Linked DNA regions of Zea mays: region 1 is linked to region 2. A link is a contact called in public Hi-C data. All regions are on one chromosome and are shown on one strand. The core of a region is the stretch at or near the end of the contact, and the rest is flanking DNA. Distances in the headings are between cores, read along the strand shown. Region 1 holds the start of LOC100285219 (xylogen protein 1). Region 2 holds the start of LOC100217178.

Evidence for each region. Hi-C and Micro-C count contacts between places; a contact is called where the count stands out from the background.
Region 1: a Hi-C map of leaf shows a contact between it and region 2, with 4 times the contacts expected there. The contact joins the promoter of LOC100285219 here to the promoter of LOC100217178 in region 2. A contact is called at or near these places in 2 of 25 Hi-C or Micro-C datasets (both in leaf).

Annotation. Positions count from the first base shown.
Region 1 is chr9:155,697,130-155,700,425 of Zm-B73-REFERENCE-NAM-5.0, reverse strand. It overlaps LOC100285219 (xylogen protein 1), which reads right to left and starts at 1,330. Exons shown (of 3, transcript NM_001158113.1): 1 at 850-1,330; 2 at 721-753; 3 at 275-651. The coding sequence starts at 1,219. The coding sequence ends at 443. LOC100383559 reads left to right here. Exons shown (of 9, transcript NM_001176207.1): 9 at 1-208. The coding sequence ends at 8. LOC100037797 (inositol-3-phosphate synthase-like) reads right to left here. Exons shown (of 10, transcript NM_001371766.1): 10 at 3,060-3,296.
Region 2 is chr9:155,497,700-155,500,900 of Zm-B73-REFERENCE-NAM-5.0, reverse strand. LOC100217178 reads left to right here and starts at 1,612. Exons shown (of 7, transcript NR_158748.1): 1 at 1,612-2,118; 2 at 2,213-2,284.

The DNA of each region.
Region 1 (3,296 bases), core at 81-2,580, 200 kb before region 2:
AAGTTTAATAAACTAGAAACGAACTAGCAAAGTTGAGCGCACTTCTTTTTTTTCTTTTCTTTTCTTTTTTCTCTTCTTGCAACAGCTGCACTCGCTGGCAAAATGCCCGTGAGGCGTGAGCATTTCGCACATCCCTGGCCTACGCGCTCAGGCGCATTGCGAAACGTGTATTGTGTACACTTGATACATACTATAAGGTTGTATAAGTAAGCTGCGAGCCCTTCGAATGAACATCGTGATGTACTTACTCAGCGGCAGCGGGGTAAGCTATTCGTGGCCGGCCGGTAGCATTATTTATGCGAGGCAGTGAAATCCATGAACAGCCGCAGTGCTACTAAACGAAACGGAAACGCTCACAAGATACATCTCTCGGTACATGATTTGTGGTCAGACTGGGGTAAGGTACGGGCGGAGCGCATGAACTCGGGTGAGTGAGCCCAGCTCACAAGACCCGGTACACCAACAGAGTCGCGGCAGCGATGAAGGTGAAGGCCCGTGGTGGTGCCGAGAGGCCGGCAGCGGCGGAACGCGCTGGGGAAGGCGCTGGAGCGCTGGTCTGGCTCCCGGTTGCTGCCGGTGATCCCGAAGGGGTTGACGGCGACGGCGTCGGCGACTGCCCGAAGTCTGGGGCCCCGGACGAGGGAGCCGGAACTGAAACATCGTGAAAGCTTGTTTGTCATCACTCTTTTAAGACGCAAAAGACACGCGCAATTTACATACCAGGAGACGCGCTGGGCACACCAGGAACAGAAACTGCATTTTTTAAGGGCGAGGTCACTCACTCGTCAGTCAAACGATCGCTCGCTCCACCGCGCGCCATCACAAAAGGCAAAAGCGACGAGAGCGTACCGTGGCACTTGCTGACGGGCGGCGTCTTGACCTTGCACGCGGCGGGCAGCTGCAGGGCCCTGGTCATGTTGAGCGAGAGGCCGAAGTCCTGGCCGCCCTGGAAGAGCTGGCAGAGGCAGGCCACCTCCCCGCGCACCACGTCCCTGAGCCCCGAGCAGCAGGACGGGTCGGGCGCCGCCGCCGTGCTCCCCTCCTGCACGTAGCCCAGGCACCCCGCCAGCCCCAGCAGCGCGTCCGTGCAGTCCGCCGACGGCCCCGGCGCCGGCGCCGGCGATGCTGGCGTGGAGGCTTCCGCGCGCGTGGCGGCTAGTAGCCCTGCGGCTGCGAGCGCCAGGACCAGCAGGCGCGAGCGCGACGGACGGTTCGCCATGGCCGTCGATCGTCCGAGCCGCTGCGCGCTGTCGCGGTGGTGCCGGTGGTGGGTTCAGACGTTCAGTGGCAGCTATCGGCGCGACCAGAGTACCAGACCACTGGTGTGTCTGGTTCTCAGCGCGTGCGTGCTGTGCTACTTGTAGATGATGCACTAGCAGCTAGTAGCAGGCGGCCGGGGTCGCGGAATGTGGCGCGGCAATGATGAAGGGATCCACGGGACGGGAGCTATGGCGTGCGAACAACCGATGGGGGCGCTGCGCACTGCGCTGGTAGTGGCACACCCCTTGGCGCTCGCTTGCGTGCACACGGGCGTTCTGGACCGCAGGATCTAGCTAGTGTGGCTGCGGTCGATAGCAGCAGCAGCAGCCACCAGCGCAGGCGATGCCACATCTACGGTCTGTTTGGTTAGTGCAATAACTCTGTTCGGAACCAGGTGATCCAGCATAAAGTCACTCTTTGTAGGTTCGGATGGGAGGAATGAGTTGGTCCGTCTGTTTTGTGACGAATGAGTAGCTTCTAGGTTTTAGTTTTAGATCGGAACGAGGGGATGACGGATGAGATGAATCTGTGATGATAAGCAAACACTATTTTAGGCTGGGATGTAGGTTCAGATGACTCCAGACCATTCAATGCCTCTAACCAAATACACTGTTACAGAATACAGATTATCTGTGGCTTTGGGCTTTCAAAAAGGAACATGATTCCAGCTCTCTCTCTCTTCCCTACACCCACACCCATTTCCTTCCCTTTTCTCCTATTCCATGCAGCACTACACTAGCGCTACTGCTGTCCAGGAGAACATCTGCTGAATGAAAAAAAAGGGCGCGATTCAGGTGCCAGGAGAAGAATAGAACTAGGCAGCTAGCTAATTTGAGCGATCGAGCGAAGCACCACGCGATAACAAAGGTGTGGGATAGCTAGCTCTTTTTAGGAAGACTTGTTTTTTTTTGTTGGGACGGAAAAGGCACGAGATCACGCCAAATTCTATCGCAATAGATCTGGGAAGACTAGTGGTAGTGGACGACCGGCATGGAAATTAACGGGGAGAAAGAAAAGAGAAGCACAATGGCATTGGCACCCACCGGCCACCACGACGCAGCTAAGCTTAGGTTGCTGGGACCAACACCACACCACGGCCACGCCAAAGCAAAAAAAAGGCCTAGCGTCCACACACAGAGACACAAGGTGGCGCACGCCGCCAGCCCAGCGACGAGAAACCTCCCCCACCTCGACCGGACCGACCAACCAGTATGCACGACGGCTGCTTACGCCGCCGCGTCGACTTGCTCGCGTCACCATCCACGATCAATGCAACGACCACGCGTCACCCCCGGAGCCCAACGAGATAATCTGATCCCATCATTCCAGTGTAAACTGTAAGGTTTGATCTAACAGGAAGGCAGTGCAAGTGAACCGCAACAGGTGACCAGCTCATGGTAGAGATTTTTTTTGTGGTGTTGTCTAAGTAGGGAGTACGTTTCATGAGGTTGTTACGAAGAGTGTCACCTGTCACGTAAGCAAAAATCCAGTATCCCTCCAATTACGACAAGGCTAATGCAGTTAGGTCTCTGGACGTTGCTATTTAGGGCAATGTTTACATGCACTAGATTTAATAGTTAGCCCGCTAAAAAAAATTGTTGCTCAAATTTGCTGGCTAACTAGTAGCCGATTTTAACTAGATTGAAACTACTCCCAGTCCGTAGAATCCATCATACCTGGCACGGGAAAAGGCGTATTGTGACGTAACGGGCCTGTCCCAATTCGTGCCAGGCCACAGCGGGCTCAGGCTCAGGCCGGACCGGGCCGGGCCGCCATTTGAACTTATATAAATAATGCTTAGGGGAACTAGCACCCTCGATCACATTATCATACGATGCCAATGCCATTACAGGCTTCAAGCGCTAATAGCAGAGCCCTGATAGTGTTACGGGTCCAACAAATAAAATACAAAAGCGCCACAGCGATGACCAGGAAAAGAACGCAAAAGAAAACACGAGAAGCCAACACAATTCCACAGCTAATCTCGCCTCTCTAGTCCCCTTCGTGCAGCCTCCTCCATATCTAGCTGCAGGCCA
Region 2 (3,201 bases), core at 363-2,862:
GAACAGCGTGTTCTTCCACTTCCCCCTTCTCTGATTTCTCCTTGAGACGGTGCTGATAACGTGTTACGCTCTATTGCAGTGCTCAGTGGCAAATGGAAAAGAACAGAGACAAAATGACAGGAGATCGCTTCTTTATTGCATGCAGGGTAGTATATATACAAGTGTTCCAAGGGGTGTGTCCCTTGGGAATAACTGCCCATGGAAGGATTAGATCACATGTACAAATATTTTGTAACAATTACACTGTCTTTCATGGTCCCCCACTCCCCCTCCTCGTGGCACAAGTTGGCCTTTACAGTTTGCCCAGGGAACTGGCCTCAGCTGCACGTCTGCACCCTTGTTCTACTTGGAACGTGCCCAAAACTAGATGAGAGATGAAACAACACCCAGAAGACTTGGGCGTTGGTCTCGACGCTTCACAGAGCTTGAAGTTCGGACGGCCAACTGCGTGCAAAGCAAAAAAAAAAAAAAAAAACCGAGACGGCCAACAGTGAAGGACAGGTCAAACCGATCAAATCCGACACTAGACACTTATTAGATACATATCTTACTCAATGATTCATAAGGTTGTCTCCACAACGTCCTCTATATATCCATCATCTATATCTATCATTTACATTATTCTCTAAAACGTTTCATCCTTTATATCTCCTTCCTCTCCAACAACGTTCTCTATACGCAAATACCTATATTAGAGATATCTTTTATTTTTTTATACCTATATTAGAGATATCTTTTATTTTTTTAATTTTTGTACATACGTATTTGTCACTCTCTAATGTATTGTACATATTTTAGTTTTACTAAACTGGTTATTTAGGATGCGTTTTGTTACAATGATAGGACGAGACGGGATAGGATGATACCTCAAATAAAGTTGTTTTGGTTCAAGGTTAAGGGTTGGGACATGACTATCACAGTGTTGTCCCAATTATCCCTCAAAATTAGAGGGACGAGAGATGACGCCAGAGGACATCCCTGTCATGATTGTCCCGCAACCAAACACACCATTAAAGTATTCAAATAGATAGGGGGTCGTTTAGAGAAACTCTATATATAGAGAATCTAACAACGTTCTCTAAATTTAGAGGACCATTTAGATGACGCTGTTGTAGAATGTAGAGAACTGTTTGATCCTCTATGTTTAGGGTAGACGAGCTTTTAGAGTAATTTGTTGGAGCCAAGCTTTGACCTAATTCGAACCCGAATCTGCCGACGTTTGAACACCTGGAACCAAACAGGCGAGCAACGAGGTGGTGCCGTGGTGCGGATTGCAAACGGCGGGGAAGGATGCGACCCAAATTGGGCGGGACATTTCCCATTTTCAGTTGTCGGGACTGGCCCAAAGACCAGCGCAAGGTTCAGGCCCGCTTATCAATAATAAAAAAAAGAACAATTGAATTTATACCATTAAAAGATCAAAACTTTAGATATATACCATAGATATATACCATGGACCCCACATGTCATTGACTTATGTGGACCCACATGTAAGTGAGATAGTAATGGTATGGATCCAAAGTGATGATCTTTTAATGGTATGGATCCAAATTTCCCTAAAAAAAACTAGACCGCCGCTCGGCCCAACGCATCAATTCCGCTTCGGCACTAGACCACCACTCGCCGACGCCGCTCCTCCCTCTTCTGCTTCTCCCAGCGCCGCCCGCCCCCGCCGTTCCCTCACACGCCGCCCGCCGCGCAAGAGCCGCGACCTCGTCACGTCTGCCCGCTGGTGCCGTGGCCCCGTCGACGTCCGCCCGCACAGGACTCTCCGAGTGTGGGATTGAGCCGTACTTTTTTTTTTTGGTGGCTCGGGCCGAGATCCGGTACTGTATGAGGGTTGCCAACTAGACTTTAAGATCGCTGATTCAATGGAGGCCTCCGAGGCAGCACCTGCAGCGGCGGACACCGTCATGGAAGCAGAGGATGTGAGCGGCGGGAAGGGCGAATGGTACGTGCTTGGGGAGCGGGCGCTGATGGTGCCGTACACGCGGGAGCACGTGCCGCGGTACCACGACTGGATGCAGGACCCGGCGCTGCTGGAGGCCACCGCGTCGGAGCCCCTCTCCCTCTCGCAGGAGTTCGAGGTCCACCGCTCATGGACCCTCGACCCTCTAAGTTCCGCACCGCACCCCCTCCTTCCGGTTTGCATCGATTTAGTTTTGTGATTGATTTGGCCCGATTTCTTTTTTGCTTGCTTGTTTGTTCGCAGAGCACACTTTCATAGTGTTGGATAAGGAGCTCATAGAGGGAGAGTTCGTGCCGGGCAACCCGCACATTGAAGGTTCATTTCTTTGTTCTGCCCATTAGCTATCTGTTAACTGTCATTTTTGGCAATTATGCAACGGGTCCCGAAAATCATGCCTTGGTTGCTGCCATTATAATGTTAAAAAAAGTATATAACCTAAATTTGCACTGACTTACATACATTTGTTCTTATGTTCTGTAGATGATATAATCAAAACATGCATCTCTAATTGGTAGAGAGCATAACCCTAATGAGTTTATGGAGTTATTGACTAAAAATTGTATGCATGTTTTGATATATTATTTTGCTTGGATGATTGTTCATCTGTCGATTGAAATATCTTTCAAACACAATATGTTAGTGATCCTGTTTTTTTTCTTTATAAATAACATGACAATTCATATTTCTTTGGGGGAAATTATCTGTGGCACACTGACAAAGAGTGGCTTTAGCTCTTGGACACTAGAAATGGTACTATTTATCAGAAACACACTAAGAAACATTGGTTATTATCAGCGGCACAACGCAGCGATACAAATTTCCATTTTAGGAAAAATCTTGCACACAAAGTCTTGCTGGAAATGAAATTTTTAAGCGTTGTGGTGTGCCCTAGATAATGAACAACATTCCTCAGTGTGTTCCTGATAAATAGTATCATTTTCAGTGTCCAAGAGCTAAAGCCACTCTTTGTCAGTGTGCCATAGATAATTTCCCCTATTTCTTTTGGCACCAATGACACAATATGGTACGCGACATTGAGATCAGTACAAGATTGTATCCAAGTAGGGTACTCTCAATCTAGGAGATAATTGCATTTTTAGGACTCCAAACATAGCGCTTAACATTATTGCCATCCCAAACATTTATTTCTTAGAAACAGGACCATAAACATCTACTAATTGATTAACCTGCCATTAACCATATTTGCTTCGTTTTTCTAATTCATCTCCATG